2 separate regions of the Bombyx mori genome follow, and region 1 is linked to region 2. Evidence: chromatin contacts called from public Hi-C data. All regions are on one chromosome and are shown on one strand. Each heading gives the region's core, a stretch centred on a gene start, on an enhancer-like site or on the middle of the called end of the contact. The rest is flanking DNA. Distances are from core to core; before and after follow the strand shown. Region 1 holds the start of LOC101745946 (F-box/LRR-repeat protein 14). Region 2 overlaps LOC101745804 (early endosome antigen 1).

Evidence for each region. A called contact is a pair of places that touch in the nucleus more often than the background predicts.
Region 1: a Hi-C map of whole pupa shows a contact between it and region 2, with 2.7 times the contacts expected there. The contact joins the promoter of LOC101745946 here to the enhancer-like site in region 2. A contact is called at or near these places in 3 of 7 Hi-C or Micro-C datasets (middle silk gland, posterior silk gland and whole pupa).

The regions. Positions count from the first base shown.
Region 1 is chr28:5,523,320-5,529,775 of ASM3026992v2, reverse strand. It overlaps LOC101745946 (F-box/LRR-repeat protein 14), which reads left to right and starts at 3,871. Exons shown (of 1, transcript XM_004923386.5): 1 at 3,871-5,553. The coding sequence starts at 4,114. The coding sequence ends at 5,448.
Region 2 is chr28:5,421,023-5,427,645 of ASM3026992v2, reverse strand. It overlaps LOC101745804 (early endosome antigen 1), which reads right to left. Exons shown (of 21, transcript XM_038021134.2): 21 at 6,049-6,623. Among protein-coding and RNA genes, the nearest start is that of Rybp, 38 kb to the left of the region's middle. Within about 2 kb of position 4,400, at least 8 of the 8 cell types and tissues checked have open chromatin away from gene starts, as enhancers often do.

The DNA of each region.
Region 1 (6,456 bases), core at 2,622-5,121, 100 kb before region 2:
GTGGGCAAGCAAAAGCTCAGCCAGGAGGGGTGGGACAAATCCCACTGTTAGCAAACTAACAGCTGCCTGAGCGCCTCCGAAGGAGACCTAACAACTCAAGAGCAGCTGCTTCGCGAATGAATCTACTACCGGATCGGAATCGCGACCCGCTGAGAAGATCCGGCGAGAAACTCAGCGGGCAGATGCATGGGTTAGGTTGCACGTCGACCTCATCGGTAACCATTCACCATCAGACCGTCGACTCTTCTGTCATCGTCAGGAACGAAAATATAAAACGAACTATTTTCTTTTGTCTTTTTTTTTTTCATAAAACACATTTTAACCGACACGCATATTATACATTTCGCTTTCAATTTAATTATTAATTATATTAATTATGTATACCTACGCAATTTATAGTATTCTTCGAAATGATAAATAGTCATATTCAAATATTTTACACCTGCGTATATATATATAATGTGTGTAGTTGTAATTTATATTTAAAAAAATAAACAACATAACGCAAAATATAATAAACAAACTAGCGAGCATTAGCTTGATTTATTTGTTTTTTATTTATTTATTTTTTATTGCTTAGATGGGTGGACGAGCTCACAGCCCACCTGGTTGTTAAGTGGTTACTGGAGCCCATAGACATCTACAACGTAAATGCGCCACCCACCCTGAGAGTTCTGAGGTCTCAGTACAGTTACAACGGCTGCCCCACCCTTCAAACCGAAACGCATTACTGCTTCACGGCAGAAATAGGCAGGGTGGTGGTACCCACCCGCGCGGACTCACAAGAGGTCCTACCACCAGTATAAGTTGTCACCGGAGGAATTCCAGAGCCCAATATGCTTAGTGCGAGTTTTTTAAACGTCCTCGATAGGGTAAAAGTTAACTCAAATTTCTATGCAGTTAGAACGTTTGCCTACGTTTGCCGCTAGGGGCGCTGTTCCAATTCCATACATATTTGAGTTAACTTTCACGCTATCGAGATTAAAAAAACTCGCACCAAGCACACTGGTCAGCACACGCGAAACTTACCCGTCATTGACTACAAGCAAATATTTGAGATACAAGGTAGGCAGGGACGTCTTAAACTAGGATGGGGCCCTTGGGCATACAAGAATTTGAGGCCCTTTTGAAAACAAAAAAAAGCGAATTATAATAATATTTTTTTACTGAGTATGAGACAATTTATTATAGGTAATCAAATACAGTATGATATAATATGTCATTAATGATATTAGAATGCTGCTGGTTTTTTGGTTACGATTTCGATAACGGTTTCTTTCGGGATTTCTGTTGAGCAAAATCTTCTATTACAGGCATAGTATATGCCTTGTAAATACCTTCTGAATACTGATTTGTGAAAAAAGTGTAATGTGCCCGACAAAAATGTTTTGAGAATAAACGTGTGAGAGAAATTGTCGGTCTTTCGGGGCCCCTTGAGAATGGGGGCCCTGGGCACGGGCCCCGTGTGCCCTTATGGTAAAGACGGTATTGAAGGTAGGTCCTACTCTTTTGAGGGGTATCTAAATAATCGGCGATTTAGGTAGCACGCCGCGAGCTGCCTTACCGTGAGACGACTGACCCCCATTTCGTTTTATCTTTTTGTTTTTTTCCTACCTAAGCTGATGGTCTTGAGAGACCATATCAGCGTCACCGGGCGAGAAGCAAATAAATGTGGTTTGAAAACTATAAAGACACGCTTAAATGATAAGCCCAAGATATATTATTGTGCTAGATAAAACCCGCGACTTACGAAATTCATTCAGAAGCCGGTCGTGGTCCTCTAGAAACGAACTGTGGGAGAACAAGGTTTCAGGTTCACGCCTTCAGCTCTAACACTAGGAGCAGGGACCCCGGTAACCGCACTCGTCGAACTCGACAAAGAGGTCGACGTGCAACCTAACCTAACCATCTGCCCGCTGAGTTTCCCGCCGGATCTTCTCAGCGGGTCGCGATTCCGATCCCGTAGTAGATTCATTCGCGAAGCAGCTGCTCTTGAGTTGTTAGGTCGCGCTCGGGCAGCAGTTAACATAACAATGCTCCAAAGGCGATCCAAATTAGACTTCATGCTTTGTTAATGACAGCAAAATAAAATGACCACATCCAGTCTTTCTTTCTTTAGATCTCATTAGATTTACACTCATCAATATATACAAAACAAATAAAAAGAAAATCGGTTTATAAACATAGAAAAAAAATGTATTCAACTGTTTTAACTATGCGTATCTAAACAAAGGCATCCGATCCGATCTAGCCTCTTACAAATATTTTATTACGTCTATATAGCTAAGTATATCGCCTACTCTTCAGTCAAGGAAAATGCAGACGCAACAAAAAACAAATTAAAATTTTAAAACAGTATGGCGTCACTGACTCATAGATACATTTCAAATTTTTAAAATAAAATTATAAAATCTCATTTTGATAACTACTATTGCAAAGTTCTAAAAATTCCGAACAAAATTCAAGTTTTCTTTTTCTTTTTTATGTGCCGTTAATTTCAAAACGTCCGTTGTCCCTCGACCAGACCGCGTTTCATTCTGGAACACGTTTGAATTCGAAATTAATATTTGGAACGCTTGCAACCGGTCGCCCTTGTAATAGTTGGCTGGTGTTATCAAAAAACTAATTTATCTTGGCCCCTGTCACGGCCTCCCGTTGCTGTATGCCGTTGTAATAAAGCGCTTTTGAATAGTTGACATGAGTCTTTCTTATCTGGACAAAAGTCGTCGGCAAGTGCAGCGAGAACGAAAATATACGGCGCGCCGACTTGTTTTGCCGCCTTATCACTCGTAACAAAGAGTATGGATGTAAACGTTATTTCTAGACATTGCCTAACAAAATTTGACTCCTAAAGACATCTTTTTTTTATCATTACTAATCTCTTGTTAAAGATTGGTTGAAGTAAGTTTTTGCTTTTAAAAATAAATATTAAAGAATCATAGTTAATTTTAGAGCGTGTATAATGTATTCACTCATAATCATTGTGTTTCGCTATCATGGTTCCTTTCTTATGCAAAGACGCAAGTTCGAGACTGTTGTATTGCCGTACTGGATGGCAACCTAGATACGTTATGAAGATTATGGTTCACCTTCCGATGTAAGCTGAAGAATAATTCATCAATGTATTTACCTTGGTCAAATAAATAAAAAATCAGGTCTATATGGTTTCGTCGGCTAGTATCCGTAGTGGATGATACTAATAAATACGTTACTTTCAAAAAGGCGTTTGTAAGTAAGTTAGTAAAAATGATGACAGTGACCTCGTAGTAACATAATCAGAATCGCCAATCACCATTAGATTAGAGCTATTAATCTTAATTTAAGTTATTATTCACACGACATTCGACTGAAACTGACAACTAGCTCATGTGGCGGGTGGAAACATTCTCAGTTGTGATTAGTATATTTAAGGCCATCAGAACTTCAATGCACGAATTAGTATTGGGATTACTTCAACATATTAAACAGACTTATTATTGCATCAAGTAATCCTTTGTGACGTCAGTCAATACTTTTTAAAGATAGATAAAGATAATATTACAAGTATGTATCTATTAAATATAGCTTATAAGCATGTATAACTGATTTGTTCATACAAATTTAATTAATTAATTAAATTTACTTTATTCAGTAAGTTTTTCTCATTTTTTTTACTTTTACTTTTTATTTTTAAGTTAAGTTCGAGAAACGCTTTTATATTTATTTCTACATTATTAATCATGTTCAAGATTGCAAAGGAAAAGTTGTGCTGTTTGGAAGTATGAAATATAAGGATGAACAGTCTGTTGGTGCACTTAATCTATGAGGTGCGGGTAGCGGGGTTCGCGCGGGACGAAGGCGGGTTCTCGGCCCGCCAACTTAAAAATGCCGCCGCAGAGCCTCCGAATCGATACGACGCGCGTCACGTGCCGTCAACCGCGACCAATAGTCGCGCGCGGGCGGCAGCGGGGCCAGCGCGGGGACTGCAGGGGGCGGCCGCTCTCCACCAACCCACAGTACACGAGGAGCAGTCGCGCGGGGTAGACGTGCGTCGCGCGCTCTCCCATCCACACGAGTTTCTCCGAAAACCGGTCCGATGCATCGTGACATGTTAAAGTGTGCAGTGTCGCCACAATGAGTGCGTGGACTGAGGAAATGTTGTCCTGGCGGGACGAACGGCTTGGCCTTACCGAGTTACCGAGCACGACGACGAGGAGAAAACATCGTAGCGCGCCTTACAGACTACACCGGCCGCATTTGCCTTCCGCTCACGTGTCCGAGCCCCCGACTGAGCCTCAGGGAACTCACATCTCGAGGCTGTATCCAGAGTTGTTGGCGCTTATATTTGAAAGACTACCGGTGCGAGACAGGGGCCGAGCTGCACAAGTTTGTCGCGCGTGGAGGGACGCAGCTGATCGAAGATCTGTTTGGCGTGGCGTAGAAGCCGCTCTGCATCTACGGAGACCTGCTCCTGTACTGTTTGCATCCTTAGCTAGACGTGGAGTAAGAAAATTACAAGTATTGTCACTTAGAAGAGGCTTAAGAGACGCAGTCGCATCTTTACCTGGGCTAGAATCGTTGTCTTTGAGTGGATGTTACAGCGTCACTGACGCAGCACTAGCCAGCGCGTTTGCTGCCGAACTGCCGGCATTGAAAAGACTTGATTTATCACTTTGCAAACAGGTAACGGACTCTTCGCTCGGAAGGATCGCTCAATCGTTAAAGAACTTGGAAGAACTAGAGCTAGGCGGTTGCTGCAACATTACGGATACAGGTCTGCTGTTAATAGCATGGGGACTTAGGAATCTCCGTCGATTAAACCTGCGGTCGTGTTGGCACGTTAACGATGCCGGAATCGCCCACCTGTGCGGCGGAGGGGAAGCCAGGGGAACTCCAGAACTCGAGCATTTGGGCTTGCAAGATTGCCAAAGGTTAACAGATGAAGCATTGAGACACGCCGCCACAGGTCTTCCTAAACTTAAATCCATAAATCTGTCTTTCTGCGTAGCCGTTACCGATGCGGGCTTGAGGCATTTAGCGAGACTGCCGCATTTAGAAGACGTTAATTTAAGGGCTTGCGACGGAGTGTCCGACGCTGGTGTCGCCCATCTGGCCGAGAGCGGAAGATTGAGGGCTCTCGACGTTTCGTTCTGTGATAAAGTTGGAGATGAAGCGCTATCGCATGCGACGCTGGGCTTGTCCGGGCTGCGTTCGTTATCTCTAAGCGCTTGTCGGCTAACGGACGAAGGCTTGGAGAGGGTCGGCCGGTTATCGCAGCTAGAAACTCTCAATATAGGACAATGCACGAAGGTCACAGACAGAGGCCTCCGGGCGCTCGGCGAGGGTCTGCGGAACTTGAAGGCGATAGATTTGTACGGTTGCACGGGCATAACTCCGCAAGGCTTGGACCATATCGTGAAGTTGCCTCGGCTCAGTGTACTTAACCTCGGTCTGTGGCATGTGCGGTGACCACACACGCGCTAGTTGTTGTGTATGTGTGCGTGCGACGGCCATGTTGAAGCGAACAAGCGCCAAGGTTGTATACTATTGACAATGAATAAAGGAATTAACCAATTTTATGATATTAATGTCGAATAATTATTTTAGGAAACGGGGTTACTTTCTTTAGTGTTTTTTTTTGTGGCATGCCTGTGTTGACGCTTAACTATTATTACTCGATTGGTGCTTCTATTTTACAATTTACGTTCCGCTAAGAAAGTTACCCCGACGCCTAGTCCCAATATTGAAACGGATCTTTTCGAACGATGCGCTTATAAAATTTGGTTTTTTGTTTACGATCGGATGTTGTTTGTTCTTTTTGTTGTGTAATGTTTGACGCGTCATTATTAACTTTTTGTTTTAAGTTTGAAAAGATCAGTCCCTCAATAATTCTGCTCCATTAGCTAGGTAGATATTTGGCCATTCTTCAAATTAATTATGCGCCTACGATCCGACCTAAGAGCGTTAGTGAAATTTCATGCCTTGTTTATTATAAGTTTAAGATTTATAGATTTTTACAATGAGCATATACGTTGGGAGACGCGAAATATCTAAACGAGAATCAAAAGTAAGATTTACGGTTGATTTTAAACGGTTTTGTTTTTTTGAGAACTCTTATGATGACTCATACTTATGCAATATCCGTATTAGGTAATCGGTATATAAAAACCAGAGCACTTTTATGAAGAACGATGAATTTTACAACGCTTCCATTATTAAATTATTAAACGAAATATAAAAACTATCTAAAATCATTTACTTTGTTCATTTAAAATTATTATTCACTGAACTAACTAAAAAAAAAAAAAAACAGGTTGTAATCATAGTAACAGTACTCTTTGCTTAAAAACGAGTGATTATATTTTGGCGTCAATATTTAATGCGATTTTACTTTGTCTCCTTCGTTTTGATAACAGGTATTTTATATAACAAAAAAAAACCTGTAAATAAATCGTGAATTTCCGACAGAATTATTTA
Region 2 (6,623 bases), core at 3,151-5,650:
CAGAGACTAACATAGATACATAAATACTCTCTTTTTTTAATGAAACATATATATTTTGTAGTAAAAACGCAGACAAAGAGCCAAACAAAACTATTCATCACACGAATGCTTGCCCGATAACAGTGATTACTTTCGCATTTAAAAATGCGAGAGCCAAACCCCGAAATTGGTATATCGATACTGAATTATAAGCCTGGCTTGAGCATGTCAACTATTCATGTGTCTAACGCGCGTTACTACATTATTTTTTGGCTGTACTATCGAAATCTCTGGTCAGGGACTTCACAAAAAAAATCTATCTATCTATATGTATATATAAAAATGAATTGCTGTTCGTTAGTCTCGCTAAAACTCGAGAACGGCTGCACAGATTTGGCTAATTTTGTTCTTGAATTTGTGGAAGTCCAGAGAAGGTTTAGAAGGTAGGTAAAAATGAAAATGCTCGGAATTACATAAAAATAACAAATTTGGTTTTTCCTTTGATGTGTCCCCCGTCGGACAGGGATTCCTTTTGTTTGTTTTAAGTTTATTTTATACAAAAGCTTAGGTCTTTTATTTATCGATTGAGGCACTACGAAGTCTACCGGGTCAGCTAGTTAAAATTAAAAATCCCGATCGATAGTTCGCTGTCCAATCGACCGTTACGTCCACGCATTATCATGCAGTATGTAAAATAAATGCACATAATAAGCACATGTGTGTGTGTATGTGTGTCTCCTCGATACCGTTATTGCGGAACAAACAGTTTTGATACTTTGTTAGTTTTTTTTTATGATTGAAGGATTACTGATCGCCCGGCTTGGAGGCTTAGGGACCCCGTTAACCGTACTGCACGGACGTGCAACCAAACTCATGCATCAGCCCGTTGAGTTTCTCGCCGGATCTTCTCAGCGGGGGGCGATTCCGATATGGTGGTAGATTCTGCGAAGCGCTGACCTTGCTAGGGCCAGTGCTAGCAACACTTCCGGCTTGAGCCCCGTGGGCTCACCTACACGTCGAGGAGAAGCTGAAATAGCCTCTCAAGGCTATCAGAATAGATAGGAAAAAAAAATCTCCTACCGAGATTCATTCGCGAAGCATCTGCTCTTGAGTTGTTAGGTCTCCTTCGAAGGCGCTCGGGCAGCTGTTAGCAAATCCCGCCCCTCCTGACTGAATCTTTGCTCGCCGACCTGTCCTGGTGAAACGAGGGAGGTCTCCGGGCCACCAGTAATTCTTCAATCAAAAAGCACTTCCCCACATATGCTCACGGTTTGCGTGATTTTAGCATGTTAATCCAAAAATACAATTGCAACGATCAAAACTATTAACTCGCCCTATACAGTCCGGTCGGGTCCAGTTTCGCCAGCGTTATGTTAAACACTGCTCTCGACGGCGCACACCAACTTGGATATCGATAGAATCCAAAAATGCATATTTTATGTTGCCAGTGATGTCACTGTTTTAGAAATAAACGAAAAAGTTTCAGATTTTTTTTTGTTTAAGTACAGGCAACCCTGCTATAACACGGTACATACGTTACCACAAAGTCCCGTGTTGTGCGAAGCCGTGTTATATGAGACTAGAAGCCAGTACAAATAATTGTAAATAGACATGCTTTAAAAAAAAGATATTCTAAAACAAATTAATATACACTAAAAACAATAATCATCGAAATCGGTTGACGTGATATTGAGTTCTTGGGTTATTCATCTATTTGTCGCGAACGCATTTAATGAAAATTTAAGACTTTTAAGGTTTTCTCATGGATATCATTGTCAGAACTGGGCTAAATTAAAATGGCAAGCGTCAACTTTCTAATAAAAAAAGAATCATCAAAATCGATTCACCCAGTCAAAAGTTATGAGAGTAACAAACATAAAAAACATACAGTCGAATTGAGAACCTCCTCCTTTTTTGAAGTCGGTTAAAAGAGAGTAATTTTTCTGAATGAAACGTGACTTCTTGTAACAAAGTAATGCCAATTGAACAGCTAAGATTTTCAAATAGAAGCTTTCCCCTACTAGACATTACTGATAATATGTTTTGATATAGAAAATAGCTTACCCATATAAAGTCTACTAAGTTATAGCCTTTTGTTTTTTACCGTCAAATCTTGTGCATTTCTCCCGAAAACACAGGCTATCGGCGCCGTAATTAGGATAATAACGCGGTCCCACTGTTCCACGATGCGATATCGCTTCGGGCTAGTTCGATCCGGCACGATCTGGTGATAGATTCCCGTAAATGTTCAGTCTTTAGACACCATTCGGAATCGAATTCGAAATTTATTATTTTGCTTTGCATAGGTAAACGATTATAAACATTGCAACACTAAGCTGACGTCCATCTTGTGACGTCAGATAGAAGTGTCAACTGTATTGGAAATATTTAAATAAATTCTAAAAAAAATACATATTTAAGCATCGCCTTCCTGTTTCATGTTTAATTATTCTACGTTCTAAATTCAAAATATCCATTTTATATTACACTAGCTTTTGCCCGCGACTCCGTCTGCGTAGAACAGCTACTTTGGCATAACGCAAAATTGTACCCTCCACTTAATTTGCGTAGAAAGTGAAAATATTTTGAAACATTATTTATTAGTGCTCCACTTGTATTGGTCTTACCGTGATGTTGCATAGCCTTCGTCAATAAATGGGCTATCTAACACTGAAAGAGTTTTTCAAATCGGCCCAGTAGTTCCTCAGATTAGCGCGTTCAAACCAACAAACTATTAAGTATATAAATATAATATAGATATTAATAATGTACGTACTTGAATTAAAGGAGTATCAAACGAGAAGCCAGCAATAAAAACATTCAAATTAAATCGAAACAGAATATTATAGTTCTAGATAGTTCTTTGGTAAATTTTTTTTCTCGAATCGCTCCGATCGTTTGTGAATTGTTGTAAATTGCATAATAACAGGTCCAGAACGACTTCGGACATCGGGTTTAGTATAGCTATAATAAATGTTTTGTTAAATTTTAAAACGATTTAAATTATTTTTTTTTTGTAACTTAGTTACCTCATTTTTCGAGACCGCATTTTTGACGATTAGGCCAACGGCTAGGAAAACGATTTCATTCTTTTTTTTTTTTTTCAAAATAATATGACACGGATGCGGATAAATTTTAATGTTTCTTTTTGAAGGTTAAGTAATATTTTTGTAAGCGCTCTTGATAATACCTACCGTCGAAAGCCATGTCTCAAAGTGAACATCTGTATTCACGTTGTAGCTTTAAATTATTGTTTCGAAAAATAGCACACCGTTAATGCGATGCTGAGTTATTAAACATCAGACGTTATGTAATTAAATTAGAGGTTACAATGCCTCAAGGACATACTTTGTTAATTTAATAAAGCAGTTATGATCATCAGCATAAAAATGTAAAATGACTTAACAGATTTAAATATATAAAAAATAGGATATTTATATACACACTAACTGACCGAGAAATGCAAATTTACACTATGTAATTGCTATTTTAACCTTAATCTATATGGCATAAACATCAAAATTATCAAGTCACGAACTTTGACAGCTGATACCAAAAAGAAATAAAAATTATCAACTTTTGCGGTACTAAAATGAATCTTAACCGCTTGAGTTACGGTATACCGTGGTGTCGCTCGATTGTCTCAGCAGTGCAACGCACTGAAGTACCGGGACAATGTAAGTTATACATTTCAAATCATGCATTCTCACTCTTATACCATTGTGTTATGGTGTTTTGAATAGCAAACAATATTTGTCATGGACATTTTCAAGGTTAGAATTTTCATTCTTATTACCATAGCAATAAGAGCTTGTTGAATTGTTTTTTTTTAGAGTATCCCGGAGTCATACTGAGCGGAACACACCTGTTTCCGGCGACGCACTTCCGCGGCAATTGGCGTTTGTCGACAGCTGGACGTGTTGCTATGCAAATGACAAATAAACTTTCACTTTATTACGAAAAAAATATTTTGAATCGAGAACGCAGTATATGAGTCATTTGAACGAATTTTGAACAGTTTTTTGCTTCCTTTATGTACCTATACGGCGTATTGTAAACTCGCACGTGTAGCTATCCTACATATTTTTGGCGCGAACTTGCTTTGAAGGTTTGATGCATTCTTGCTTTGAAGGTTAAGCAAGTCCTTAACTATTGAATGAATTGTGAACGTCATGAATTCTGTGAGGCCCAACAACTTTATGCCAAGAGCTCGTCTTGACGACTATTTAGATTTACCCCATAAAAAATAAAAAAATAACACAATTGTAAAAGTACTGAATGTAACGAAATTTATTTTCATTGACCAATTGGGAATGCTCTGTTTAATCAATTTAAATCTAAAAACATAGACCATAAAAACAGTTAGTCACGGTTTCGTATACAGCGACATCTATAGTTCAGTAGATTTAAATTGCAACAAATACCATCAACTTGATTTTGTGTTTCTCTCATTCGTAGTCGTTCCACTACTGAACAATAGGTGGCGTTGTTTCATTAAAATAGAAAGCTTCCAATATCAAATACCAAGGTAAAGATATTATAATACTCGCACTGGTTAATATCCGTAAGCATTCTACAATTTGGCACCTCTATTATGATAGTAAATAAATATAAAAAATCTGTCTGAAAATGAAACTTTCCCGTGGAGGATTTTCATATAAAAAATGCTGATTGACCACAAAGTACTTACTGTCTAAGTTACTGTCCAAGCTTCAAAAATAGCTTCAGGATACTTCTGGGTCTACGGAGAAATTTCGGTTCCCTTTTTCTAAATGTTTTGTGGGTGTCTGTGGTATTATTTGAGATGATCCTGTCATGTCATTTTTATCTTCGCACTTCTGCAAGCGGAGTAGACTTCATCAATACCAACCTTTCCCAAAGTGGGCGATAACGTCTCCTAGTGGGCGCTGAAGGCCCTAAGGGGGGGGGGGGGCGGTTAGGGGAGCCACAAAAAAATGGGGGCGTTGTGTAGAGGCTAGGGAGGCGATTAGTAATAACATCTAGGAAGACTCATAGACACCGACTGAGCTCTCGCTATAGTGGTTTACGTGTTTATGTTTATATAGTGGTACTAAAAAATGTAGTAAAAGTAGTAGTAGTAAGAAAAAATGGGGGCATTTAAAACAATTTATTCTCAAAGTGGGTGGTAGACAAAATAAGTTTGGGAGCCGCTGATCTATACTATACATAGAACCGCTGCGTTCATCCACAGTGCATTTCCAGAAACCTTTCTTACCACGCATCGTCTGGCTTTTGAATGAACTCCCTCTTACTATTATCTTATCTACGGTGTTTCCCGAGCGCTATAAAATGTTCTTCTTCACACGAAGCTTGTGGAGAGTACTTAACGGTAGGCAGCGGCTTGGCTCTGTCCCTGGCATTGCTGAAGTCCATAGGCGACGGTGACCACTTGACGGATTCACCTAACCAGTAGGTCAGCTCACGGGGCTCTAACCTGGGACGTTGCTAATACTAGCCCTAGCCTGCTTCGTAGAATCTACCACCGGATCGGAAAAGCGACCTACTGAAAAGATCCCGCGAGAAACTCAGTGGGCTGTGTCTGTGGGTTAATTAATGGTGGGTTAATTATTGAGGATATATAATAGCACCGATAGTGAATCGGGAGGATCTGAAATGACGTGTTTGGGGCGACGGCGACTGTTTACCATTCGATCCTCTGGTATGAACTGATGATAAGAATAGTCCTTTTGATCGGCTTCTAACCTAATTTAACCTAGCCTCAAATAATTTGCGTGAAAATTTTAAGTGACGTGTGATAATAACATTGTCTATACAGCGTCGTAGGAGACGCTAAGTTCAATGATGACCGAATTAGGCTGATGCCACAGATTATAGGGGCAACCTCTTTGACAATTCTGACAAGCCTTTAAACCTAACATAACCTAACCTCAAATATTTTACTCCGAATTTTTTTCATTGTTAGTGAGACTTGTAATTATAATATTATTGTCTAAGTAGCGTAGTAGGAGACGCTTAAGCTCAACGATGACGTAATTAGGCTGATGATAATGATGAATCAGTCAAAGAATTAAGAATAAAACATAAAACTCCGTATATGAAGATATTATATTCAAAGAACATGTATTTTTTTTATTCAGCGTCCGTTACATGTGAAACAATACGATCCCACAGCTTACAATACGTAACAAGTATGTAACTAAGTTTATATTTTAATATAATACCATTTTTAATTATTGTTATTTCGACTAAATAAGTATACGGTCTTAACATAGAAAATTCAATCAAAGCATTACTATACATAGGTTTGCTTTGAGGTAATGATAAACTGAACATGCTATTATCAATGTCTATAGGTAGCAGGCCGCCAAAAGTGAGCATTCGTGAACGCTTTGTTATTTAAAAAATATAAATGCAAAGGCATTAAGGCATGCATTGCTGGACAGGGCTACCAATGAATTTAATTTGTACCTATCAGAAAATTTTCTGTGTTAAGAACCTTTCAGTTAACATTTAAACGAATATATTGCTTGTAGCTGCAATAAATACACAAATATTCATATTTGAAACGATGTTACAGATGGTGGAAGGATTCAATGAGATAATGTTGAACACAGATTCAAAAGTTCCGGCATTTTCATTTTTGTATCTAAAGCGTCTTGTAA